Linked DNA regions of Mus musculus: regions 1, 2 and 3 are each linked to region 4. The links are chromatin contacts, called in public HiChIP or PLAC-seq and Micro-C maps. All regions are on one chromosome and are shown on one strand. The core of a region is the stretch at or near the end of the contact, and the rest is flanking DNA. Distances in the headings are between cores, read along the strand shown.

Region 1 (3,172 bases), core at 192-2,691, 230 kb before region 4:
ATTGGCAGGTGTGCAGGGGAAGGTGTGCAGTGTGTAAATGTTTGGCCAAGACCAAACCTTGGGGAATGAAAATGGACTGAGTGTGCCAGTCTCGAGGGAGGTCTCAGGTCCTAAGAATGCCTGGCTGTGGGGGAGGGGAAAGAGTGACCTTAGAAGAGTGACCTCAGGAGATAAGAGGGACAGGAGGGAGAGAGAGAGAGAGAGAGAGAGAGAGAGAGAGAGAGAGAGAGAGAGAGAGAGAGAGAGAGATTGTGCACAAGCCTGCAGGCTAGGCATACACTGGCTCTTGCCTCCATGACCTCTCTGTGACCCCCACCTGCACAGCCTGGGCCTCTCCACAGAATAGGAGGAGGGGCTGAGATCTCCCAGTGTCTCCAGGGGACCAGTGCACACCGCTGAACAGCCATTCTGTCCAACATCCCCATCCCCCAACTTTTGCCTGGGTCTTGCCTCAGGCCAGGCAGAGGTCAGGGAAAGGGCTGCCCTCCTCCCGCTGGCTGAGCACGAGACACCTCCTACTGTGTTGCTTTGAGACATTCACTCCACCTCTCTGACCTTAATCCTGGGCTACACTGGACTTGCTACAGCGGTGTAGGTTAGAACGGGCTTCCTCCAGCCTTGACACAGTGGCTGGGCTGTAGCTCATTGGTGGAGTGTTTGTCGAGTGCACAAAGCCCTGAGCAGCTTTTCGGGCATCTCATGAACCCATCGTGGTAACAAGCACCTGCGATTCCAGCACTAGGGAATTGGAGGCAGGAGAGTTGAAGTTCAAGGTTATCCTTGGCTGCATAGAGAGTTCAAGTCTCTGCTTGCCTTTTATCTCAGCGCTTCCCATCTCTGTGAAATTGAGACAGGCTTGGTTTACAGAGCGGGTTCCAGGCCAGCGCGAGCTACCTAGGGAGACCCTGTCTCAGACAAGACTCTGAGCGGAGGTGGTGGACAAGCTTTTCTTTCCTCCTTCCCACATTCAGGACCCTGCAGAATGTCCCTGAATGTCCCTGATATAGACTAGGATGGAGCCATGTGTTCTTCTCTAGGTCTCTAGGCACTAGGTGGTCAATGTAGGCTTGCTGTAAGTATCCAGGGGTTCCAATCCTCCACTCTGGGCCTCAGTTTCCTTAGCAGGCATCTCTGTCATTGAGTCCCTTAGCTCAGAACTGGTGCCTTTGTAGTCTCTGCCACACGCTCTCGGACAGTCCCCTCTCTTGAGTTTTAACCTCCCTGAGGCCTGGGGTCCGACTTTCTCCCTTTGCCTGTGCCTTCTCTCTTGGTCTTCCAGCTCCTGGTCACTAGAGAGGGACTTTGAATACAACCCTGTGCTGGACAGAGTCAAGCAGTCCGGTTTCTCTTTGCTTTTTTGTGATGCTAGAAGTGAACCTACTTCCTTTGCATACTCAGGCAGGTGCCGCACCTCCCATACAAAGGCAGTTCTTAGTGTGGCCTCAAGGCTTAACACAGCACAGTTGGAGCCTTCTCCATCTCTTCCTGAAGTGCATGCCCCAGCTCCCTGTCCGTTCCAAGACCTGCCTGCTCAAAGGTCACTCATCCCTAGCTTCTCTCCCAGGGGTCACATAGCCTTAGCCTGGCATCTCATACATCCAGACCATCAAAGTTAGCCAGCCTCACCTACTGTACCCCACCCAACCCCCGTGAGGCCTCCATATCTATTCTGCCTTGTTCTTGGCTCCACCGGGTACTGTGTTCAGCATCTTCTCTCTCCAGGGCAGAGATCTTTGAGGTTACCCTAGTTAGCTTTCGATTCCTATGATAAACACCATGACCAAAAGGCACCTGGGGAGGGACAGGTCTATTATTAATCACACTCCATCCCTGAGGGAAGCCAGGGCAGGAACTCGAGCCAGAAACCAACGCAGAGGCCATGGAGGAGTGCTGCCTGCTGGCTTGTTCCTCATCTCTTGCTCAGTCTGTTTCTTACAGCTCAGGGGTCGCACCACCCACAGTGTGCTGGGCCTATGACACCAATCACTAAGAAAATGCCCCACAAGCCAATCTTGATGTTCTATCTTCTCAATGGTGCTAGCCTACTACCTGCCCTCAGGGAAGGGCCTGTGTTGGCTGTATCACTTGAGACTCATACCTCTTCCATGAGTTTTGCTTCTGGGGGTTGGGGGGGGGGGAGCCTGTCCTAAGGCCTAGGAGGAATCCAGTCTACACTTAACTACTGTGTGTCCTTAGGCAGAGCTCCTACCTCTCTGTGCCCTGGATCCTCATGTATAAACTAGAGATCATGCTGGCCCTGATGCAGGGGCAGGGGAGACGCTCCCATGGCTCATGGCATCAGGCTCAGCATAGGCAGGTAGCTGTCACCTTCACCCTGCTGTGATGTTGATGAAGATGGAGGACATGGTCTCTCCAAGGGCATGCTGCATCTGGTTTGCTGTAGGCCTTAAGAGAATCTGTAGAGAGTACTTAGAGGGCCTGCCTGGAGGGGGTGAGGAGGTAGGGGTGGGGTCTGTGCATGTGAGTATGTGTGGAGCCAGCAGGAGAACCTTCAAAGGGGGAGGGATGGAAGGGAGGAGGGGTGGAACGGAGGAGGGAAGAGGGATGGGAGATAGGACGGAGGAGATATGGAAGGGAGGAGGAAGGAGAGGGAGGAGGGATGGAAGGGAGGAGGGATGGGAGGAAGGAGGGATGGGAGGGAGGAGGGATGGGAGGGAGGAGGGATGGGAAGGAAGAGGGAGGAGAGGGAGGAGGGATGGAAGGGAGGAGGGATGGGAGGGGGAGAGATGGGAGGAAAGAGGGAGGAGAGGGAGGAGGGATGAGAAAGAGGAGGGATGGAAGGCAAGAGGGATGGGAGGGAGGAGGGATGGCAACAAGCTGGGAAGCAGTGCCCAGCTGGCAGTGCAGAGAGGTCTCCAACACGGCTGAAGGAGAGAGCAGAGAGAGTGGCAAGAATCCCTGAGGAGACACTCTGGGTCCTGGGGGCACACAGTTTGAGTCAAGGGCTTGGGCTCTGGAGACTCCAGTTGGGGTCTGGGCTGGGGTACAACTGAAGCACATCCTAAATTCAGGGTCCTGGGATAGTGCCTGAGCTGGACAGCCAGTACCACTTGCAGGTGGTAGCTGTTCCCACACTGTCTCCACACAGTGGCCCTTCCTCTGTGGGTGTCCTGTGTTCCTCCCTTCAGGAAAACCCAATTCTGCCGGGGCT
Region 2 (3,595 bases), core at 712-3,211, 210 kb before region 4:
TGCATTCACACAGCTGCCCCAGATTTCTCAATTCTTTTGCTTCTTCAGTGTCAGCAAGGAGGTGAGGCCCAGCAGAGGAAGCCAGGGGTCAGGCCACCCGCCCTCCTCCAGGACTGCCAGACACAGCCACTGCTCCAGCCCGGTTTTACATGACAAAGAGGCTACTTACAGGGTCCTCATGGGTTCAACTGTCTCTTGATTACAAGTGGACACCTGCCTAAGACTGTTGGGAAACTGAGGCTCAGGAATAGGGTGACTGGGGGCAGGGTGCTCAAAACTCAGAGCCCACTATTGGGCTCACCCCAAAACTGTCACATACTCTACCAGGAAAGCAAGCTGCAGGGATGCAGGGGACCCAAGGTCAGTCTGAGGTCAGACCCTGTCCAGCCGAATTACTCATTAACTCCTCAAGTCAGGGCACTGAGTTAATGGCCTGTGGAAAGCTGGGGGAAATTCTTCCTGGGAAGGCAGAAGGACTGGCAAGAGAGGAACCCTACACATGAAGGAGAGGCTGTTATTCATCCTCACGCGTGTGCACAAACACACAAACACACAAACACACAATGCCACTCTGTCTAGCAATGGGCAGGGCCCTTGAGGCCTGGTGGCCTGGCTGGAGGATTTAACAATTTAGGGACCATCCAGAACGCTCTGTCTGCAGCAGAGGGTATATGGGACTAGTTGGTGACTTGGCCTGGAGAGGTGGCAAAGACCTGCAGACCCTACCCCAACTCGCTCAGCCCATTGCCCATGGCACACTCTGTCCCTCTAGGGTTGGTGGCAGCAAGCCAGCCTCCATCCACATCAGGGTTGGTCTCCAGTGTCACCGGTCTCCCTGAACCTCCAGTAGTCTGCTCCTGCACCATGTTTGTGAACATGGTTGTTCAGAAGGGGCCAAAGAGGCAAGCCATGAAGTGTGGGCTGGGAGCCCAGGAAGGACTAAGAGAGCTAGGGAGAGCTGGAGGCTTGTCCTGGCACCCATGTCGCTGAGGATGGGGTGGAGATGAAGAGAAAGGGTTGGAATGAGGTGAGGTCTTGGGAGCACACGGGCAGGAGACTACAGAGTTATGGACTGAATCTAGGCAAGCAAGGGCTCTTTGAGAGCGGGACTCCAAGGTGGGTTTAGGAATGAAGAAAGGGCTTCCTTGGAAAGTGGGCAGGGCACTTTTAAAGAACACTCTAGGGTTCAATTCCCTGACCTTGGAGCTGGGGCAGGCCTTGTGTGCGCACCTCTCTCAGAATCAAGGTCTCTGGGAAAAGCTCTTCAGCTGGAACCCTGCGTATAAGAAGCTGATGAAGCCTGAGCCCCCAGTGCTTTCTACACGGTGTGGTGGGTGTGGGGTGTGGCACCTTAGTTTCAGGGCCACACCTTCCTCCCTCCACCTCAACTCCTGGGAACTGCTAGACAACATTAGACAAAGGAGGTTTTTGCTGAAATGCAAACAAACGTTCTCTGGCCAGTCCAGCTCCTGGCGCTTGAGAATAGAATTCTACGCTGGACATTCCTTATGGGGGTGAGGGAGCTCCTGCCACTTCTCCCGTTTCTCCCTGCTGAATCTGGCCCTTCCTAGTGAGCCAGGGTTAGAATCTAGCTCGGGTCAGAACCCCGAGAAGGCAGGGAGAGGGGACCTGAGTCTTTCTGCTTCTCTCTCCCCACAGTCCTGGGACCACAGAGGCCCGCAGAATGGGGCAGCTGTAACCCCAGCCTGAGGACGAGGAGAAACTTGAGTGGCAGCCTAGGGTTGGGCGCTTCCAACAGAGGTGGGAGGAGGGGCTGTTTGTTCAACCCCGAGAGAGGGCGGAGCTGAGATTTCAAAGCCTTCACCATTTGTTAGCCTTCCCTGGGCCCAGGCTGCATTCCAGACCTGAGGGGGTCCTGCCCCTGAGAAACCCAGGAGACTCTAGTTACAGCCCAGCTGCGGAGCCCTGCCCAGCGGAAAGTCTGGTTCCTGCTTCTGGCTCCGGTCCAATTCCCACCCCCTACCGGACAACGGCCAATGCTTGCTTAGGCTTCTGGAGGAGACACACACCACTTTGCAGATAACACCGTCTGGGATTCCCCTGACCCCCAGAGTCTGAAACTGCTGCTACTGCTGTGGATCTGATCTCTGCCTAGCCAAACCTGGTCAGGAATTTGCAGGAAGGGGGTGGGTTGGACTGATTTTTTTCCTGCACAGCCCAAACCATGCTTTACTTTTTGAGATGGCATCTCATGTAGCCCAGGCTGGCCTCCAACTTGATCATTGTGAAGGTGACCTTGAACTTCTGATCCTCCTACTTCTACCCTTCCCATCTCTAGCATTGGTAGTACTCGGCGTGTGCTGTCCTGTCCTTTCCCTGTGCTTCCCCGACAAGTGGCCAAGCAAACATGTATGTGTGCATGTATACTTGGGGAACCCTGCTGGACTAGGAGTACAGTCTCTCTCCAAACCCCCCAGGGCCTGGAAACCAAGCTTACCCAGTATGCACTAAGTGCAGTCCAAGGAGAGGGGGAACACGGGAGATTCAGACTCTTCTTGTCTCCTGGCAATGGCTGGCTAACGGTGCTGTGTTCTGGGTCAGCGAGGCAGGGACTCAGTGTAGTAGTGCTGAAGTAAAGACATAATTAATGGACACAAGACCATGGATTCCACATTCAATTCCCAGCACCCACACAGTGGCTCACAGGATCTGCAATTCCAGTTCCAGGGCATCTGACAGTCTCTTCTGATCTTCTCAGATACCAGCCATAGACCTGATACACAGATCAGAAAGCAAATAAATATTAACTACAAAACAAAAAAACCAAGACTCTGGGTTCAAGTCCCAGCTCACAAGAGCCCTCTGAACTAGTAGGGGTTGGGACAGGACCAGCCTTGAACTTTACGCCTGCTCAACCTCCATCTGCTTCACAAATACAAGTCTCAACGCAGGGGACCACTGCCTTAGGCAATGGGAACTTGAGACTGAATGTCTGGGGGCAGGGACACACCTAGGCTTGGCCTTCAAGCTAAGAATCAGGTTTGTGGGATCCAAGGTAAGGCTGCCCCTTCTAGGACATTCCCCAAAGGTCTCTCCCTCTAGCTGGCTCCCCTACCATTAGCTTTGCGGTCAAGTTTGTTGGTTATTTTGGGACAGAAACTCATGGATCCTAGACTGCTTTAAACTTGCTACATAGTGGAAGGGAACATAGTGTTTGTGTGTATGAGTGCAGGCCCTCACATGCCACAGGGTGTGTGGAGGTCAGAGGGAAACCTCGGGTTTCATCGCCTTCCATCTTGCTTGGGGTGTGGTCTCTCTTGTCAATCACCTCTGCATAACGGATTAAGGTTGGCTAACAGAAAGCTTGTGCTGGGATTCCAGGCGCATGTACGGCTGTGCCGGTTCTTATACGGGTTCTGAGACCCAGGTTCAGAGACTTATGCTTGTCCCCAAGCACTTTACCCTCCAAGCCATCTTCTTAGCCCCCAACTTATTTTTTGAGACTGGGGAATTCATTGAACCTAGAGCCCAGTTGGCAAGGCTGGCAAGTCAGTGAGCTCTGGGGGCTTCTCCTCTCTCTGCCTTCTCAGCCCTGGAATTACAGATGTCGTGCCACCTGGATTTTCCATGGTCC
Region 3 (3,339 bases), core at 438-2,937, 160 kb before region 4:
CCTGGGAAGCCATGTGGCCCAGCAAGTGGGCCGTCACTAGGGCAAACAGTTTTCTCCCAGAAAAAGTGTGGTGCTGGGTGCTTCTGGGCAGATCTTGCAGCCTGACTTCTACACTGTTGTTCTTGCCTTTGTCTTTGATGGACTCCCAGGAGAAGGGCCAACAGAACAGCAGAGAGCTTCCCCTGGTTACAGAGGATAACAGCCTTTGTCCCATGTCCCAGCTGCTTGGGGGGTTGGAAGCCAGCTTCTGGAACATCTGGGGGTCCCTCTACTCCTCAGCCCCACTAAGCCTGCTCAGCTACACCTCCAAGGTGCACCCAAGCAAACCCTTCTTCCAGCTATGCCAAGAAGACTGGAAATTTCTACTAAGCAGCTGGTTCTGGCTTGATTTCCACTTTGCTTGGCAGGAGACCGGGGAGGGGCCAAGCTGCTCAGCCCCAGAACAGGCCCTGCATTCTTGAAGTTACAGTCAGGGGTCACTGGGAGTGGGGCTTGTGGGGCCTGGTAAGCCTCTCCGTAAGAATGAACAAGTGGCCCCATGCTGAAAGCTCACCTCTGGGTAGGCCTTATGCTGTCTGGACCAGCTGGGTCTCTAGAAACTTTATATAGGGAGGCCAGATCTGTTACTAAGCTATCTCAGGCTACCTTCAAGGCTCTAAGAGAGCCTGCCTGCACAAGGGCAGAGCCCAGAGCCCCTAAGGGGAAAGTCCACATGCTATACAGAGATGGGTCTGACTTGGTGACAGGCCAGAAGGTACTGCACAGTTACTACTGGGCTGGAGGGGATGGTGGTCGGGGCCTGGCTGGGTACCCTAAGGGAGAAGAGGAGTATGGGACATGGTGGCTTGATGGGGAGACCAGCCCTGATCCCTGCTAGCACATAGGAGATTCTTATGCACAGAACCAACACAGAGGTCCAAAGGTTCTGCATCCTGGCTGCTGCGGGAAGGCTCTAGTTCTCCCTCTGGTAAATCACAAGTCTAAGCACTTCTCGCCCACCCAAGCTAGGCTTTGGCTACAGAGACCTGAGTCGGATCAGCTAGTGGCCCAGTCACTCTACTCTGTAGGCCCTGTGTGCCATCAGACCCAAGGACAATGGAGAAAAGAAAAAAGGAGAAAAAGGAGAGTTTGGGAAATGTTCACTGGGCACCAACTGCCAGCAGAAGGAAGGGCTCTCTAGGCCATTAAAAGGGATTCACCAGTCTCTCTCTCTTTCTCTGTCTGTGTCTCTCTCTCTCTCTGGCTGGAGGAAGCAGTAATGCCTAGGGAAAGGCCAGCCAGGGACTGGAGGGTACCAGGCCAGGATAGAAGAAACCACATTGAGGTGGGGGAGGGGTTCCAACCTGTGGGGAGATGACCACAGGGTGTGAAGGGGACGAGCTAGGATAGAAGAGTGTACAGGGATCCATTCTCTGGGAAGGCACCAGCTGGGGGTGGGAGGAACTAGGCAGGGACAAAAGACCACACTAGGGTGTGGGGGGGACCAGCTTAGGGTGGGAGGGACCACCAGCCTGGGGTGAAGGAGACCAGCGGGGAACCTAAGAACCTCCCGGGGGTGGAGGGGGGCCGACTCCGCCCCCGCTCGGCAGGCGGCTTGCCCGGGGCGCTGCGAGCAGGGTAAAGCTTCAGCGGAAAGGAATGCCTGGCTCGGCGGGGGCGGCCGCGCCCGGGGCCGGCCTGGTTCGCGCAGCTCTCGGGGCCGCTGGCGCCGCCGCCCGGGCTCGCGCCGGATCGGGGCGCGCCTCGCAGCGGGGGTGCGCGCCGCCCCTCCCCCATAACTCAAAAGCTTGTCAGGCCGGTTCCAGACTCCTGGCGCCGGGCTCTGCTCCAGGAAAAAAAAAAAAAAAAAGGAACGAGAAAAAGGAAAAAGCAAGCGAGGGAGCGAGCAAGGCCCGCGGCGCGGAACGGGCTACCCACGCGCACATCCCGCGCGCCCACTCTAGGGACAGGGCGCGCGACACTCGTTCATCTCTACCGCCCCAACGATTGTTCAGTGGCCCCGGCGGGGAGGGGGCGCTGTGCAGCCCACAGGTCCTCGAGCGCTTCCTCCGGGGCCTCGTGGGTCGGAAGGCGTCCCCACGCCCGGGGTCCTGATGTGAGAAAGCTGTTTCGGGGCGGGTTCCAGCAGCATCGTGGGGGTAGCTGCGCAAGAGGCGGCTGCGGACCTCCCAGCTCGACCGCGGAGGGGACGGGGTGACGGGGGCGTGGGAAGACCCGGCCCGGTGCTTTTTCCTTTTTTCCCTCCCATCAACATCCTTCTGCGAGCAACTATGCCTAGGGTAGAGAGCCGACTAGGAAGGGGTTAAGGGCAGCAATTTAGAGAGAAAGCTGAGTCCAAATCTCTCCTGCTGTGTGGCCTTAGGCCAGGGGCTTGCCCTTTCCACTTCCTCTGGAGGGGAGGGAGGAGGGGCTTGTCTAGAGCTTGACACTGAACACTGGAGTCCTATCTTCGGTGGGGTTCCCATTTTTTCTTTCCACCCTCAACTTCTCGACCCAAATAAGCTTAACCATCTGAGAGTCATTCTCAAAGCCAAGACAGCCCTGGGAGCCCTCACTTCCGGCTGGTCTTTCAAAAGACCATGTATTGGGGTAGTCAGGGACTCTGCACAGGCCAGTGATGTCTCCTGCTCTAGGCCACTCTAAGCTTGTCTCCCTGCTTTCTGCCTGGATTCTAGAGTCAAGAAGGCAGGATAGCTCAGATAGTTACAATTGCATTTGGCCTGCCCAGGATGCCCGGAGCGTTTTCTATCCAACAGGGCTAAAATTGAGAAGGCTCCTGTCTCCATACTAAGCCTGCACAAGGCTGGCCTGTATCTGATGGGACTGGAAGACCCTGGGCAGACTCGAGTTTGTGGCCTGAGTTGTGGGGGAACTACTGGGCTGTGGGATTCTGTGGGGCCTGCTTTTCCAGGGGCCAGCAGTTCAGCTTAAGAAATCCACCACTCAAGGGGTGTGGTAGCACACGCCTTTAATCCCAGCACTAGGGAGGCAGAAGCAGGTGGATTTCTTAGTTCGAGGCCAGCCTGGTCTACAGAGTGAGTTCCAGGACAGCCAGGGCTATACAGAGAAACCCTGTCTCAAAAAACCAAAAAGAAAGAAAGAAAGAGAGAGAGAGAGAGAGAGAGAGAGAGAGAGAGAGAGAGAGAGAGAGAAAGAAAGATCCACCACTCCCTGGTCATTCAGGGGGACAGGACCAAGCTGAGGCACAAGCCCACTTTGGACCCCCTAAGCAGTATGCTAAGTGGCCCCATTACAAGGGGCACCTCTCCTAAGAGACACATCTCACCTCAGCCTTTGCTACCAGAACAATCTGCAGTGTTCCCTTCCAGAGACTTTTGT
Region 4 (3,287 bases), core at 262-2,761:
GGTTGCTCAGTGGTAGAACACTGGCTGCTTATGTCGAGGACCTGGCTTTGTTTCTCAGCACCCACATGGGGCTCAGAACGACCTGGAACTACAGTTCCAGGGGATCTGATGCCCTCTTCTGGCCTCTGAGGGCACCAGGCATCCATATGATACACAGACATACATGCAATCACACACTCGTAAAACAGAAACAAATCTTGAAAACAGAAGAGTCTGTTTGTCATGATAGTCAAAGTGCGGCATAGTGGACTGTGCCAGCAGAGGACTCCCACCCACTGGGAAAGACATCTCCACAAATCATGGTTGCTGGAAGAGGAAAGCCAGGGACAGGAAACAACCTGTGACTCTCAAGGCTGCAAGCACTGAGGAGGGGGGACTCATCTAGGAGCCAAACTCCTAGTCCCCCTGCCATGGGTCCTTAGAGCCAGGAGCACCCCTTATGGGACTGCCAGCCCATCAGCTCTTCACACCTGTCATCAGTTCCAGAAGAGAATGAAATGTCAGGCATGGGGAAGGGCAAGGGGCGGTGACTGCTTCACAGGTACAGAGCCTCACATTCGGGGACATGAGCCACTTCCCTTTCTTTTGACAATTTGATGTTAAAATTTTATAATCATAGCCAGGTGTTGTAGCAAACACCTTTAATCCCAGTGCTTGGGGTGCAGAGGCAGGCGGATCTCTGAGTTCTAGGCCAGCCTGGTCTACAGAGTGAGTTCCAGGACAGCCAGGGCTACACAGTGAAACTCTGTCCCAAAAGAAAAAAAAAAATTACAATCATTAAAATGTATCTGGAGAGGAGAGCACACGTCATACCACAGTCCCTGTGGAGAGGCCAGAGGACAACAAGCAGGAATGGTTTCTCTCCTTCCACCATGTGTGTTCCAGGGCCGGAATTCAGGTCCCAGGCTTGGCAGCAAGCACTTTTATCCACTGAGCCATCTAGTCAGCCCTTCAGTTCTTTTTATTTTGGTAAAATACACATAACACAAAAGTTACTCTTTGAGCCACATTGAGTCTGCAGTTCAAGGTGTTTAATCCACACTTGACTTTTTGAAAACAGAACCTCCTGCCTCCACATCCTGCCCAGGCAGGCCCGGGGAGGGCTGAGCAAGACAATCGCTTGGCTGAGCAGTGAGGAAAAGGAAACAGGAAGGGTCCGGAAGGAAGCGGCTTCCCAGCAGCCTGCTCAGCCCCACCCAAGTCCTGACCAGCCTCAGCCTCCTCCAGGAAGAGTCACCATGCCTCACCTCAACAACAGCTGGGGCTTGCCCCCACCCGCCCCCGCCCCCACCCCCGCCCGCCCCCGCCCCCTCCAAGCAGGAAGCATGAGAAACTTCCCTGGCCTCCACTCTAGTCAAAAGGCAGGTATGGTCAACTTGAAGAGTCCAAGGTTCTCATCCATAAAGTGGGGAGCAGGTGAGAGCTGGATTCCCCAGCCATTCTGAGAGCTTATGTAAAGCAAGCTTGGAGATGCTACCAAGCAGCTTCCGGTGCCAGCGGCATCCCGTGTCAACAGCTTCCGGTGTCAGCGGCTGCTAGCGATGTCACGTCACGGCTGTCATTCTGGCATCTTGTGTGTCCTGGCCGTGGGTCTCGTCAGCATCCCTAGACCAAGTCCTTGAGCTTCAGTAGAAATTCACAGGGTTCACCATGACTCTGGGACCAGCTCATGGCTAGCTCTGTGGCCAAACAAGACACAAGACTGTGAGGGACAAGAGGGGACAGGCAAGGCCTCTGTGCTCTGCCAGACTAATAAACAATAAGTACATTCAGGTGCTTGGGAAGGGTCAGTCAAGCTTCCTGGGGACATGAATGAAGGCGGACAGACAGAAAGATCCAGAGTGGAACCACCGGGCAAAGGCCAGGAGGTGACAAACACCGTGGAATATACAGGAAACAGGACGCAAAGGGAAAGGGTAGGAGAGGGAAGGGTCTGGGGGAGACCAGCGGGTGGGCAGATCAGGGTTTGTGTGTGGCCCAGCGCCATTTTGGCTTTCCTTGTAGGTAGAAGAGGCTGCAGGAATACTTTAGAGTGCTGGCCTATGGTCAGAGGAGACCTGAAGTGTGCAGGCACCACCTCAGGCAGGCATCGTGGGAGAAAGACTTGGAAGAGAAAGAGGCTTCTAAGTGGGTGGGGGGAGCTGGAGAGGTGAACTGGTTAGCAGAACAATGTCCCAAGCGTAACCCCTGGGGCACACAGATGGCTTGTTTCACAGCAGAGAGGAACAGAGGCAGCTCACCAGCCTTTGAGCCGGGGGTTTCTTCTAGTTCATCCGAGTGACTGAGGGACTCTGAGATGGGAAAGCAGGTAACTGAAGAGCAAGCAGGGCCAAAGATCAGGAAGGTAGTCAGGGGGTGGGCTCTCTGCTTGGAGAAAGGTAAGGAGGCTGACCCTTACACACACACACACACACACACACACACACACACACACACACACACGGGGGGGGGGGAACAGAAATAGAAAGAGACTGCAGAAAGAACCCACTGCTAACACACACATACAAGGGGGGGGGACAGAAACAGAAAGAGACTGCAGAAAGAACCCACTGCTAACACACACACACATACACACACAGAGACACACACAGACACACACACGAGAGAAAGAGAGAGAGAGAGGGGGGGGGAGATAGGTGGGGGGGTGGAAGAGACAGAAACAGAGACTGCAGAAAGAACCCACTGCTAACACACACACACAGACACACACGAGAGAGAGGGAGAAACAGACAGAGTGACTGCAGAAAGAACACAGTGCTAACACACACACACACACACACATGCATGCACAAGAGAGAGCCTGCAAAAGGAACCCAGTCCTCTCTCTCTCTCTCTCTCTCTCTCTCTCTCTCTTTCTCGTGTGTGTATGTGTGTGTGAGAGAGAGAGAGAGAGAGAGAGAAGCAGAGACAGAAATAGAGACTACAGAAGGAACCCAGTGCTAACACACACACATACACACACAAACACATACACACAAGAGAGAGAAGCAGAGACAGAGACATAGAGATTGCAGAAGGAACCCAGTGCAAACACACACACACACACACACACACACACACACACACACACACACACACACACGAGAATCTGCAGAAGGAACCCAATGTTGCTGCACACCTTGAATTCATCCAGATTTGACCTCTGACCTGTAGAACTCCGCTGTTGTTTTATGACACTAAATCTGGAGTGATTTGTTATGGTAGCCATCACAAAGGGCTGCAAGAGGAGAAATGGGGGTGCGAGAGGACAAAGTCCGTGCCCCACAGCGCTGGGGCCAGAGCCCAGG

Evidence for each region. A called contact is a pair of places that touch in the nucleus more often than the background predicts. HiChIP or PLAC-seq counts read pairs in DNA pulled down with a chosen protein or histone mark.
Region 1: a contact with region 4 is called in an H3K27ac HiChIP or PLAC-seq map of embryonic stem cells, with 5 times the contacts expected there. The contact joins two enhancer-like sites. A contact is called at or near these places in 1 of 15 datasets of contacts at CTCF or cohesin (large pre-B cells), 13 of 484 Hi-C or Micro-C datasets (bone marrow-derived macrophages, cortical neurons, embryonic fibroblasts and 5 more) and 27 of 115 datasets of contacts at active chromatin or transcription factors (T-cell acute lymphoblastic leukemia, bone marrow-derived macrophages, cardiomyocytes and 15 more).
Region 2: an H3K27ac HiChIP or PLAC-seq map of embryonic stem cells shows a contact between it and region 4, with 4 times the contacts expected there. The contact joins two enhancer-like sites. A contact is called at or near these places in 3 of 484 Hi-C or Micro-C datasets (bone marrow-derived macrophages and embryonic stem cells) and 9 of 115 datasets of contacts at active chromatin or transcription factors (bone marrow-derived macrophages, embryonic basal ganglia, embryonic midbrain and 1 more).
Region 3: a contact with region 4 is called in a Micro-C map of embryonic stem cells, with 2.3 times the contacts expected there. The contact joins two enhancer-like sites. A contact is called at or near these places in 11 of 484 Hi-C or Micro-C datasets (CD8 T cells, Th1 cells, cerebral cortex and 6 more), 21 of 115 datasets of contacts at active chromatin or transcription factors (bone marrow-derived macrophages, cardiomyocytes, a colorectal cancer cell line and 13 more) and 1 of 9 other capture datasets (embryonic stem cells).

The regions. Positions count from the first base shown.
Region 1 is chr2:30,776,715-30,779,886 of GRCm38.p6, reverse strand. All of the region lies in intron 3 of Gm39783 (a long non-coding RNA gene), which reads right to left. Among named protein-coding and RNA genes, the nearest start is that of Gm39783, 6.8 kb to the right of the region's middle. Within about 2 kb of position 1,441, at least 26 of the 459 cell types and tissues checked have an H3K27ac peak or open chromatin away from gene starts, as enhancers often do. A contact at or near this core is called in embryonic stem cells, where this site is marked.
Region 2 is chr2:30,756,852-30,760,446 of GRCm38.p6, reverse strand. No RefSeq gene overlaps it. Among named protein-coding and RNA genes, the nearest start is that of Gm39783, 13 kb to the left of the region's middle. Within about 2 kb of position 1,961, at least 173 of the 459 cell types and tissues checked have an H3K27ac peak or open chromatin away from gene starts, as enhancers often do. A contact at or near this core is called in embryonic stem cells, where this site is marked.
Region 3 is chr2:30,706,564-30,709,902 of GRCm38.p6, reverse strand. No RefSeq gene overlaps it. Among named protein-coding and RNA genes, the nearest start is that of Gm14488, 13 kb to the left of the region's middle. Within about 2 kb of position 1,687, at least 297 of the 459 cell types and tissues checked have an H3K27ac peak or open chromatin away from gene starts, as enhancers often do. A contact at or near this core is called in CD8 T cells, Th1 cells, bone marrow-derived macrophages and 3 more, where this site is marked.
Region 4 is chr2:30,545,870-30,549,156 of GRCm38.p6, reverse strand. Gm31585 (a long non-coding RNA gene) reads right to left here. Exons shown (of 3, transcript XR_374225.3): 1 at 3,119-3,287; 2 at 2,241-2,312; 3 at 1,313-1,679. Among named protein-coding and RNA genes, the nearest start is that of Gm31585, 3.0 kb to the right of the region's middle. Within about 2 kb of position 1,511, at least 72 of the 459 cell types and tissues checked have an H3K27ac peak or open chromatin away from gene starts, as enhancers often do. A contact at or near this core is called in CD8 T cells, Th1 cells, bone marrow-derived macrophages and 3 more, where this site is marked.